Regions from separate parts of the Sus scrofa genome. Here region 1 is linked to region 2. A link is a contact called in public promoter capture Hi-C data. All regions are on one chromosome and are shown on one strand. The core of a region is the stretch at or near the end of the contact, and the rest is flanking DNA. Distances in the headings are between cores, read along the strand shown.

The links. Promoter capture Hi-C pulls out the DNA fragments that hold promoters and counts their contacts.
Region 1: a contact with region 2 is called in a promoter capture Hi-C map of fetal liver, with 5 times the contacts expected there. The contact joins the promoter of OTUD3 here to the enhancer-like site in region 2. A contact is called at or near these places in 3 of 5 promoter capture datasets (fetal liver, fetal skeletal muscle and liver), 10 of 47 Hi-C or Micro-C datasets (blood, embryonic fibroblasts, epiblast stem cells and 6 more) and 1 of 2 datasets of contacts at active chromatin or transcription factors (skeletal muscle).

Annotation. Positions count from the first base shown.
Region 1 is chr6:78,238,023-78,243,592 of Sscrofa11.1, reverse strand. It overlaps OTUD3 (OTU domain-containing protein 3), which reads right to left and starts at 1,989. Exons shown (of 7, transcript XM_021095472.1): 1 at 1,617-1,989. The coding sequence starts at 1,837.
Region 2 is chr6:78,112,830-78,117,818 of Sscrofa11.1, reverse strand. The region is part of intron 14 of TMCO4 (transmembrane and coiled-coil domain-containing protein 4); the gene reads left to right. Among named protein-coding and RNA genes, the nearest start is that of HTR6, 38 kb to the right of the region's middle. Within about 2 kb of position 3,003, at least 7 of the 83 cell types and tissues checked have an H3K27ac peak or open chromatin away from gene starts, as enhancers often do. A contact at or near this core is called in fetal liver, where this site is marked.

The sequences.
Region 1 (5,570 bases), core at 740-3,239, 130 kb before region 2:
ACTAGGAACCATGAGGTTGTGGGTTCGGTCCCTGCCCTTGCTCAGTGGGTTGACAATCCGGCGTTGCCGTGAGCTGTGGTATAGGTCGCAGACATGGCTGGGATCCTGCGTTGCTGTGGCTCCAGCGTAGGCCGGTGGCTACAGCTCCGATTAGCGTGGGAACCTCCATATGCCACGGGAGTGGCCCAAGAAATGGCAAAAAAAGACAAAAAAAGAAAAAAAAAAAGAAAACACTCCTTTGAGGGACCCTGCTGAGGGTCTAGCTGGCCTTCCTTTATGATATTTCTGTCATTCATTCATTCAACAAAAATGCACTGAATACCTTCTGGAGTTCCCGCTGTGGTGCACTGGGTAAAGAATACGACTTAGTGGCTCAAGTCGCTGCGGAGGCATGGGTCCCATCCCTGGCCCAGCTCAGTGAGTGAAGGGATCTACAGCTGCAGCTCAGATTCAGCCCTGGCCCAGGAACTTCCATATGCTGTGGGTGCAGCCATTTAAAAAAAAAAAATGCTATGAATGCCTTCTGAGTATCAGACACTGTGCCAGGTGGTGGTGAATAAACTGCAATCAAGCTCTAAATCCAACCTGCCTGAAGCACTGTGCATACGTAGGAAAAGTGGAAAAGGTAACCTACAGCCAGTAACAATTATAAACAGTTATAAACAGTTTTGATTAGCATAAGGTGAAAGCCAGAAAATACTTGCAATATAAGGTGAAATCCAGAAATACTTTCTTCCCCCACGTCCATGCCTAACAGCTAAGGCAATTCTGCATGGTCTTCAGCTTCATTTTATTCTTCCCTCTGCCCTATCTGAGCCCCCAAATGACAGCTGGGCTGTTAATTCTGTCTCTTCCAGAGTGACAAACTCTGGCAACCAGACTCCTTTTATCTATCCCTACACTGGGATGCTAATTTATCTCCCCTACACTTTTCCTTTTGCCCTCCATGCTCCTGGGTCCACATCCCCTTTTCTGAGGCCATTTTTCCTTCCCTCCCTCATTCCCTTCCTCCCATCCCATTTATTCATCCCATATTCTCTAAATAAACTGGATTCCAGTCTAAAGCCCAAGCAAGCTTGGGGAAGTGTGGTTGCCTACAGAGGAAAAACTGAAGCCCACGAAGGTAAGAATTAGAGAAGCTGCTTTCAGCTCAGTAAACAAGAGGCCCTCACAGACCTCATTTCCCAAGTGTAAAAGGAGGGCAATACCCAACAGTAATAAGAACTCAAAGGAGGCCAAGCGTTATACCAACCGGGGCTTGCACCGCTTTCTAAAAGATCGTCATTATGACAGCTCTTCGACTGACTGGCTCCATCTCATTCCTTCAGATCTCAGCTTAAATGTCACCTTTCAGGGGAGCCTTCCTGGACATCGATCTAACGGGGCTCTCCGGACCCCTTTACTGTTTGCTTGGGGCCTTTGCCACTATCAAGGCAATTGGGGATTACTCGAGCATCTCAAGGGGAGGAGCCTGGCCGCCTCGCTCGCTGCTGGACCCCCCAGCACTGGGAAGGGGCTGGCGTTCTGGGCCGCCCGATGAATGGGCAGGCGAGAACCCGCGACAGTCGCCAAGCGCAGCGCCCCACCGCCCCTACGCGCTCCCGGGCCCGCCTCACCCGTCCCCCGGCACCTCCCGCAGCTTCAGCCCCAGGGCCTGCAGTTGGTTGGCGAAGCTAACGAACTCCTCTTCGCAGCCGCCGCCGCCGCCGGACTCCGGCCGGTTCCGCCGCTCCTTGGCTAGGGCCCGGCGCGCCGCGCGCTCGTCCCGCTTGCGCTCGGCCTCGGCTTTCCGGCTGCCGCTGCCCGGCCGGCTCTTCGCCGCCTGCTTCCGGGACATGGCCTTGGCCCTGCGGCCCGCAGCGGTAAGAGGAAAAGCCGCAGGACCGTCAGGCAGCCGCCTCAAGTGCCTAAAACCCGAAGCGGCGCGGGCGACAGAGCCCGGCGACGGGGACGCGGCGACCGCGCCTGCGCCGGCTCTGGGTACCTGGTCACGTGACAGAACGCCCCCCACCCCCGCCCCGGCTAGGAGAACAGGAGCCATAGAGAGCACTCCTGAGAGAGCTAGAGGGGCACCCGTCTTTGTTTGCTCCGCTCCTCCCCCTAGCGGTGGGTGGTACTCCAAGTGAGGAGCCAGTTGGACCCAAAAGAGAGCGCAACAGGAAAAGGTCAAGGAGATCGATCACTGCTTTAAAGCCCGTGGACTTTATTTAATCCTGTCCCTCTCTACCTCTCTACCTTCGCTCATAACGCAGGGAGAGGTAGCCCTTGTCCAGAACACTGTCTCCTCTGTAATTTTGATTCCACTCTGAAGTGACCAATCTAGGTTTGCCCGGATTAAGAGTCTTCCAGGGACGCAGGACTTTCAGTTTTAGAGCAGAGACAGCCCCAAGCAAACCAGGGTTGATGGGTGACCCTAAACGACATCCACCTACCCTGGAAGCTAACTCCGTCAGTAATCCCCTCTCTCCTGCATAATACCCTCTTCTCCTTTGTCCTGGTCCCTCTTTCTTTTCTTTTTTTTTTTTTTTTTTTTTTTTTTTGGTCTTTTTAGGGCTGCACTGGAGGAATGTGGAAGCTCCCAGGCTAGGGATTGAAACGGAGCTGTAGCTGCCAGCTTACACCACAGCCACAGCAATGTGGGATCCGAGCCGAGTCTGTGACCTACACCACAGCTCACTATAACACCAGGCTAGGAACCATGAGGTTGTGGGTTCAATCCCTGGCCTTGCTCAGTGGGTTGGGGATCCGTGTTGCCATGAGCTGTGGTGTAGGTGGTAGGCACGGCTCGGATCCTGCATTGCTGTGGCTCTGGCGCAGGCCAGCAGCTGTAGCTCTGATTAGACCCCTAACCTGGGCACCTCCATATGTCGCGGGTGCGGCCCTAAAAAGCAAAAAAAAAAAAAAAAAGAGAGAGAAAAAGAAAGAAAAAAGAAACAATAGTGCAGCCTTGGGGCAGGATCCTGGTTCCTCTTCAGGGAATATACATAACAATATCTTTGAGTTATCCCACTGAACTAAAAACAACTGGGAGTTCCCATCGTGGCTCAGCAGTTAATGAACCTGACTAGTATCCATGAGGACCCAGGTTTGATCCCTGGCCTCGCTCACTGGGTTAAGGATTCAGTGTTGCCATGAGCTGTGGTGTAGGTCGCAGACACCACTGGTGTTCTGTGTTGCTGTGGCTGTGGCTTAGGAGCAGCTGTAGCTCAGATTGGACCCCTAGACTGGGAACTTCCATATGCCATGTGTGTGGCCCTAAAAAGACAAAAGAAAAAAAAAAAAAAAAAAAGCCCCAACTAATGGAAGCCGTTAACTGCTTGATGAAGCATCCTTCACTCCGGAAAGGAGGTCACTGTTTGATAACTTTGAGAATCACAGAAACTCATCAGGAGACACCCCCCCCCCAAGGCCAGATTAAAGAAATCACAGGAGGAGTTCCCATTGTGGTTCAGCTGGTTAAGAACCAGTATTTTAAAGAAATCACAGAAGGAGTTCCCATTGTGGCTCAGCTGGTTAAGAACCTGACCAGTATCCATGAGGATTCGGGTTTGATCCCTGGCCTCACTCAGTGGGTTAAGGCTCCAGTGTAAGCGTGGCATGGGTTGGAAATACTCCTTAGATCCAGTGATGCTGTGGCTGTGGTGTAGGCCAGGAAATTTCACATGCCACAGGTGCAGCCCTAAAAAAAAAAAAAAAAAAAAGGAATACAGGCCCCGAACACGACCTGATCCTTACCAGCAATCCCCACCCTTGAACCACTGATACCAGAAAGATGATACCAGAATCCGGGTTCTCGTTCACGGTAGTCAAAGAATGAACTCCGAGAACACACAGGCAGCAAGCAAGCAAAGTCTTTACTAAAGGAAAGCAAATAGCTCCCAAGACAGCTGGGAGGGGGGAGGAGAGCCCCCTTCTTTATTGTCCTATGGGGGTTTTTATTCCTTAAATGTGGCGAGGGTACCAAAGTGGGGTCCAGAAAGATGCGGTTTTCTCCCATTGGCTTTGTTCAATTACCTATATTAGTCCTTGTCCAATAGGGCTTTTAGAGTTGGAAATGTTCCATAAGTTTTATGGTTTCTTTGTCCTTCTCTTTCCTTAGATTAAGTCACCATTCCTCTCATTCCTTTTCTATCAGTTGAGGAGTGGGCTAGAGATTCGAATTTCCTACAGTAAACAAAGCCTGTGGGGAGTGCACATTTCCTATAATAAAACAAGGCCTGTGGAGGTGTTACTCCCTGGAGCCCTTAAGCCACAGAGGTTAATCAATATCCATATCAAGAGAATGTATCCAAACCCATTCTCCTACACTACCTACCTGAGTTAGTATTCTGTCTCACCTTTGCTATAAACCTCCTCACTAAATCATCCCTAGTGAGCAAATGGAACACACAGTTTTGGGAGGCATTGGCCTGCTGTGTTCTCCTTTGCCTGACAAAGCAATAAAGCTTTCCTTTTCTCCTTCACCCAGAACTCTTGTCTCCAAGATTCAGTTCAGCCACAGTGCACAGATGCTGAGTTCTGAGACCACGTCACCAACAGGATGAGGAAATCAGAAACCTCAGCACACTGATGTTGGGAGGTAAACTACTGTGGTCTCTGGCAGGGCAAATTGGGCAGTCTCGAGAAACCTTTTTTTTTTTTTTTTTTTTTTTAAAGCCTGCACCCATGGCATATGGAGGTTCCCAGACTGGAATCGAATGGGAGCTATAGCTGCCGCCCTACGCCACAGCCACAGCGACGTGGGATCCGAGCTGCATCCACAAGCTGCACCACGCTCACAGCAATGCCAGAACCTTAACCCACTGAGTGAGGCCAGAGAACTTCACAGATGCTAGTCAGGTTCATTTCCGATGAACTACGATGGGAACTCTTCGAGAAATATTTTAATGTCCAGAAATACCACATTTCTTTAACTATTCTTAAACAAACCTTACGCACATGCACTAGAAGGTCTGTCCAAGGATATTTAAGGTAGAGTGCTGTGTAAAAGCAAATAATTAGAAATAGCATAAATATTCATCAATAGGAAAATGACCTCTTCAGTAATGACTACTTCATTTATTAAATACTGCAAAACCATTTAAAAGAATGGGGTTCCTGTTGTGCTGTAATGGGATTGGCGGCATCTCTGCAGCAGCAGGATGCAGGTTCAATCCCTGGCCTAACAGAGTGGGTTAAAGAATCCAGCATTGCTGCAGCTGTGCCATAAATCACAACTGCAGCTCCAATCTGATCCCTGGCTTGGGAACTCCATACACTGCAGGGCGGCCAAAAGAGAAAAAAAAAAAAAAAATGATGAGGGAGAAATGAGGTAGGTCTAGATGAAGTCACGTGGATAGCTCTCCAGGGCGCCTGGTGGAATGGCAAAGCACCTGGCAAAGTGATCCATTCCAAGTAGCCTTTATTTACATAAAACAGAACAACAGCAACATAAAACAAAACAGAAGACTATATGTTTTCTGCAGGTGTACCTGTAGACAGTCACTTCTCGGTATCCATAGAAGACTGGTTCCAGGACCAAAATCCATGGATCCTCAATTCCTTTATATTAATTGGCTTGGAGTTCCCGT
Region 2 (4,989 bases), core at 1,754-4,253:
TGGCACCTGCTTACTTGCTTCCAGGGACAGGAGACTTACTACTCTGCCCAGGGTGGTTAGGGACTTAGGAACGGATGGATTTGATCTGAGAGTCGGTGGCTCATGGGCTGTGTGACATCAGGCCCTGCTCAGAGAGTCAGTTAAGGATGCTTATGTTCACATATTTCCAGGGAGGCCCCTAGCCCCTCAGCAGAGCCCCCAGGGCTTCAGTGCCTGGGTGGCCCAGGTCTGCTCCTAGGCTTTTCAGAAACATGATTTTACCCATTTTGAAGCCAGAGCCGATCAGAGTCCCATGAAGCAGATTCACAAGAGATGGTGTTGGGAACGGAATGCTGATTTCAGGCCATCAGTAATTGTCACTTTCAAGGAGATGCAGTTGCTGTCCCTGCTCACTGTCAAGAGCTTGTGGGGAAGTAAAGTATCTGCCTAAGCTTCTCTCCACAGAGGGGGAGGGCATCCTTCTTTCCCTGGCCACGTGAGCCCTGATGGCCATGGGAGTCCCTCCCAGTCTCACGGACAGATCCCCTCTCCAGAACCCCTCTCAGCCCCCGCCCCCTTGACCTCCCCCTCCCTCAGAATTTTGTATAAACAGGTCCTGTCAGGAGTTCCCCTTGTGGCTCAGCAAGTTACCAACCCGACTGGTATCCATGAGGATGGGGGTTTGGTCCCTGGCCTCTCTCAGTGGGTCAAGGATCTGACGTTGCCGTGAGCTGGGGTGTGGCTGTGGCCTAGGTGGGCAGCTCCACTCCAATTCGACCCCTGGCCTGGGAACCTCCATATGCTGCAGGTGTGGCCCTAAAAAGCAAACAAACAAACAAAAAACACAGGTCCTGTGCTAGAGAAATCTAGACCCTCTGCAGGGAGGGCACACCCCTGTGGGGTTTGGGGATTCCAGCAGGGGGAGAAAGCACCCCAGCTCTCCTTAATTTACGTATTAATAAGCCTTCTCAGTTCACAGCCTTCTTGTGATGGAAACTGTTGGGGTTTTTTCCTTGTATCTCAGATGTCTGTGACCATCATGCCTGCTTGGCCAATGTGACCAAAACCGTTGTCTTTTAGAACATTGCCAGGCCTGGTTGGCAGAACAGAAGATTAGAACATTCCTGCCCTGTGGGTCCTGTGTTCCCCCACTATGTGTTTCAGTGACAGCATCTGAGTTGGAGGCCCCCGGTCCTTGCCACCCCAGCACAAATGTGCCCTTGTGAACTCTGACCTTTCAGGTCTTTAATACATTCTTTTTTTTTTTTTTTTTTTTTGCTTTTTAGGGCCACACCCTTGGCATATGGAGGTTCATAGCTATAGCCACTGGCCTACACCAGAGGCACAGCAACACTGGATCCTTAACCCACTAAGCAAGGCCAGGGATCGAACCCACGTCCTCATGGATGCTACTAGGATTTGTTAACCACTGAGCCACAACAGGAACTCCAATGGTTCTTTATCCTTTATTTCTTCCTTCTTTGGTTCACTCATTTACCCAGACATGCATTTATTTATTTAGGCAAAGCCCGTTTGCAGGACTTCTCAGGAAATACAGATAAATATCAAACATCAGGACCACACAGAAGGCATGAACCATTTGGGAAGCCCCAGTGAAGGAGAGTGGACCCTGCAGCCAGGCCTGGACCTGAATCCCAGCTCTGTCACTTACTAGCTGAGCACATGTACCGAAGTCCCTGTGCCTCAGTCTCCTCATGTGCGAAATGGGTCTAGTAATACCTTCTTCAGTGGATGATTGAAAGCATTAAGTAGGGAACTGTGTGGAAGGCACTTAGCAGAAGGCTGGTGAATAGTAGGCATTTATCAACCGCTGTCTTTGTCACTGTCACTGTCATTATCGTATTTTCCCTTATTACCCAGTTGCTATAACTGAGCCGTGAATTTAGCCACCCACGTCCTAGCAATCAAAACAAAAACAGCCTCTCACTTCCCTGAGGGGACCTGGAGATGCCAGCACCACAGGTAACGAGGCCTTCCATTTGAGCCTGACTCACTTTCTGAGGGTTGTGCCCTCTCCTTTCAGGAGTTAAGTGCTCAAGCTCAGGCTTAATTAGCCATCCGAGCCTCAAACAGCTCAGCCTTTGCTCAGCTAGACAAGTTACCTACCAGGAGCCGTGGGCACGGCCTCGTGGCTGGGAATGACCTTTCCAGGGTGCTGCCTAATTGTCAGGAAGGTGGTGGCAGGGGTGTCAGCAGGACACCCAGGCTGGAGATAATGATTTCTTTGGCTTTGAGCACCTGGGACTTGGAAGAATGTTAATTGGGCGACAAGTCCCAAGTTGGGTTTTCATTTGGGTGATTTTACATTCTCTCATTTAGCAGTTGCTGGAGATTGAGGCTCCAGGGGACTGTTGTCGAACCTGGCTCATGCCTTAGAGAGTGGTGGAAAACGTGGTTTTAATTCATCCTGCCATATTTCTCTGCAGAAGTTTAAGGGAGAATAGCTGCTCATCTCCAGAATAAGAAGCCATCCTTCCAAGGTGGCAATGGGGGTGGGGGGGGTGGAGCTGTTTATTGAGCACCTCCTATGTGCCAGTTTGGACCAGAATCCACCTCAGTCTTCCCAGTCACCTTGGGAGGTGTGGCATTATGACACCTGGAAGCAGGTGCTGCATTTTCCACGTTTACAGAGGGAGAACCAGATGCTCAGGGAGATTATATGATTTGTTCAAGGGCACACATAGCCAGGAATGAGCAAATCTGGGATTCTTGTCCAGGTGCATCTGACTCTGAACCACTTCCCACTGACCCTTCTTTTATGCTGCCTCTTATGATAAGCTTGCTGCCCTCGAATTGCCTATAATCTAGGTAAGAGAATGGCTACCAACCTTAATACAGGTAGAGAACAGTGTCAAATGCTTCACTGCAAGGGCCTAGACATTAAGCAGTTCAGAGGAGGGAGCTTTTCCCTCCAGGGGGCAGGGCAGGCTTCAAGGAAGAGGCAGCGGGCGTTAAGGAACAGATAAGCCTTGAGAGGCTGTGAGGAAAACAGGAGGCCTTAGAGCCAGGAGCTGGCAACAACAAAGATCCAAAGAGGAAGGTGAACTGTTGGGTGCGGGGGGGGAGCATGCAGGCAACCTGAGCCGAGGTTTCTGCTGGGAACTCGGGAGAAGTAAGATGGGAGAAATGGGACAGGGTCCAGACAGAACTCAGGGCTTGACCTGCCGAGCAGAAAGCAGAGACTTGGCTCTGACTTGAGTCTTTCGTGTCAGTGTTTTCACTTGGGGTATTTATTTATCCATCGATCTGACCATCTAGCCATCGCTCAGATGTCTGCTGAGGACCTGCCATGTGCCAGGACCTGTGCAGGGCACAGAGGGGGCAGAGGTCAGCCAGACCCCATCGGCACCTGCCAGGATCTAGGATGGAAAGGGACGCCCTTCTGAGCATGTTCCCTGCTCCACCCCCAGCACCCTGCCTGCAGCTGTGCAACCCCCCCCCCCAACCTCTGCTGGTCCTGGAGGTCTGTCTTAGCTCTCATTCGCTTCCCAGAGGCCAGGGTCTCCAGTCCCCAGTTCAGCCCAGCCTTGGACGCCAGACGACAGGGTTGGTTGAACTGCACCCAGTGAAGCCAGTTGATGGAGTGCCCTTCCTGCCAGGCCCTTCCCAGGAAGTGTCTCTTTGATCATCACAGCCAACCTGCATGGGCCTGAGGCCTCCCTGCCCCACAAGGGTCCTGGACCCATTAATTTTACAGCAAGTGTTTCCCCGGCTTGTCCAGGCTGTATGGCTAGTAAAAGGCAGGGTCAGGGCTTCCCTCAGGGACCCCAGGGAGCAGCGGGTGCTCGGAGGTGTGGTGAGCCCACCCCTTCCTGGAAGGTGGCCTTCCAGGAAGGCCCTGGAGCATTTGGGGTCACCACAGCACCACCTTGCGGTGACTTTCTGGGCACACATTTCGCAAGCCCAGCATGGAGTGGGTTTCCAGCAAGTGCTTCCACCTGCTGCCTTTGCTGCCTTTCATTGAGGACTTATCAGAACTGAGCAGCTGCTCCCGCTTCCTGAGAAATTTCCACATCACCAGCTACATCCTTTTTGTTTGCATTTATTATGCGTCAAAGACACAAAGAGGGGGAGGAAGAAATATTTACTAATTACCTGCTGGAACGGGGTGTTTCCAGGCATCATCCCACGGAACCTTCTCAGCAGCCCTGCAGGTCAGCAATTCTTGGGCCATTTTCCAGATGAGGAAATGGAGAGGCGTGGTCTGGCCCGGCTCCCATGGCCAGGTAATGCAGGGCCCCTTCCGACCCCTGTTCGCATCAGAGCAGAAGCTCTGCCCTCCGAAGCATGGCTGGACTTTCTGGTAGCAGCTGCCTAGAGTGTGCGGTTATTTCAGTGAACTTGCTTTTCCCAGATGAAAATCAGGAGGAAATGGTCTGAAAAAGAATTTCTTGTAAGAAAAGAAAGAAAAATTGGATCCCATTAGTGATGTCACCTTTTTTCTTAATGACCCAAACTGAAAAGATCAGGCTCCTATGGCACAATTTTCTAAAAGATGGAAGGGAACTTGGATGGGATTGTCCTTGAAAATGCCACCGCCTCCCAGAGGTCCCTGGGAGGCCCCTGCCGTGTAGCAAACCCACGTGGAGAGTGTCATTGGCAGAGAAGAGGAAGAGCAGTGACCACATCCATGATGTGTCTCCAGTTATCCCACCAGGAACCTGGGCTCAGGAGCTCTATGGACGCACATTCATGCTCAGAGGGACATTCAGAGATGCAGGCTGCTGCCAGATCCGGACTGCTTCACAGTCTGGGGCTCCACCTTTGACGGGGCTCTTCATGCAGGGAGATGGCGGAGTTTGTCATCGAGGCTGACTACCACCTGCAGCTTTATCAGTGAGCTTTGCCCGCCTGTGCCTCACCTGCAATCGCTGTGCCATCTGTTTCAGGAATGGAATGAGGAGTTGTAAAGCTTGGGAGGAGGTAAGAGGAAGCAACCACAGGGAAATTTTATTTTACACCTAGACCCAGTCACATTAATTACCCAGG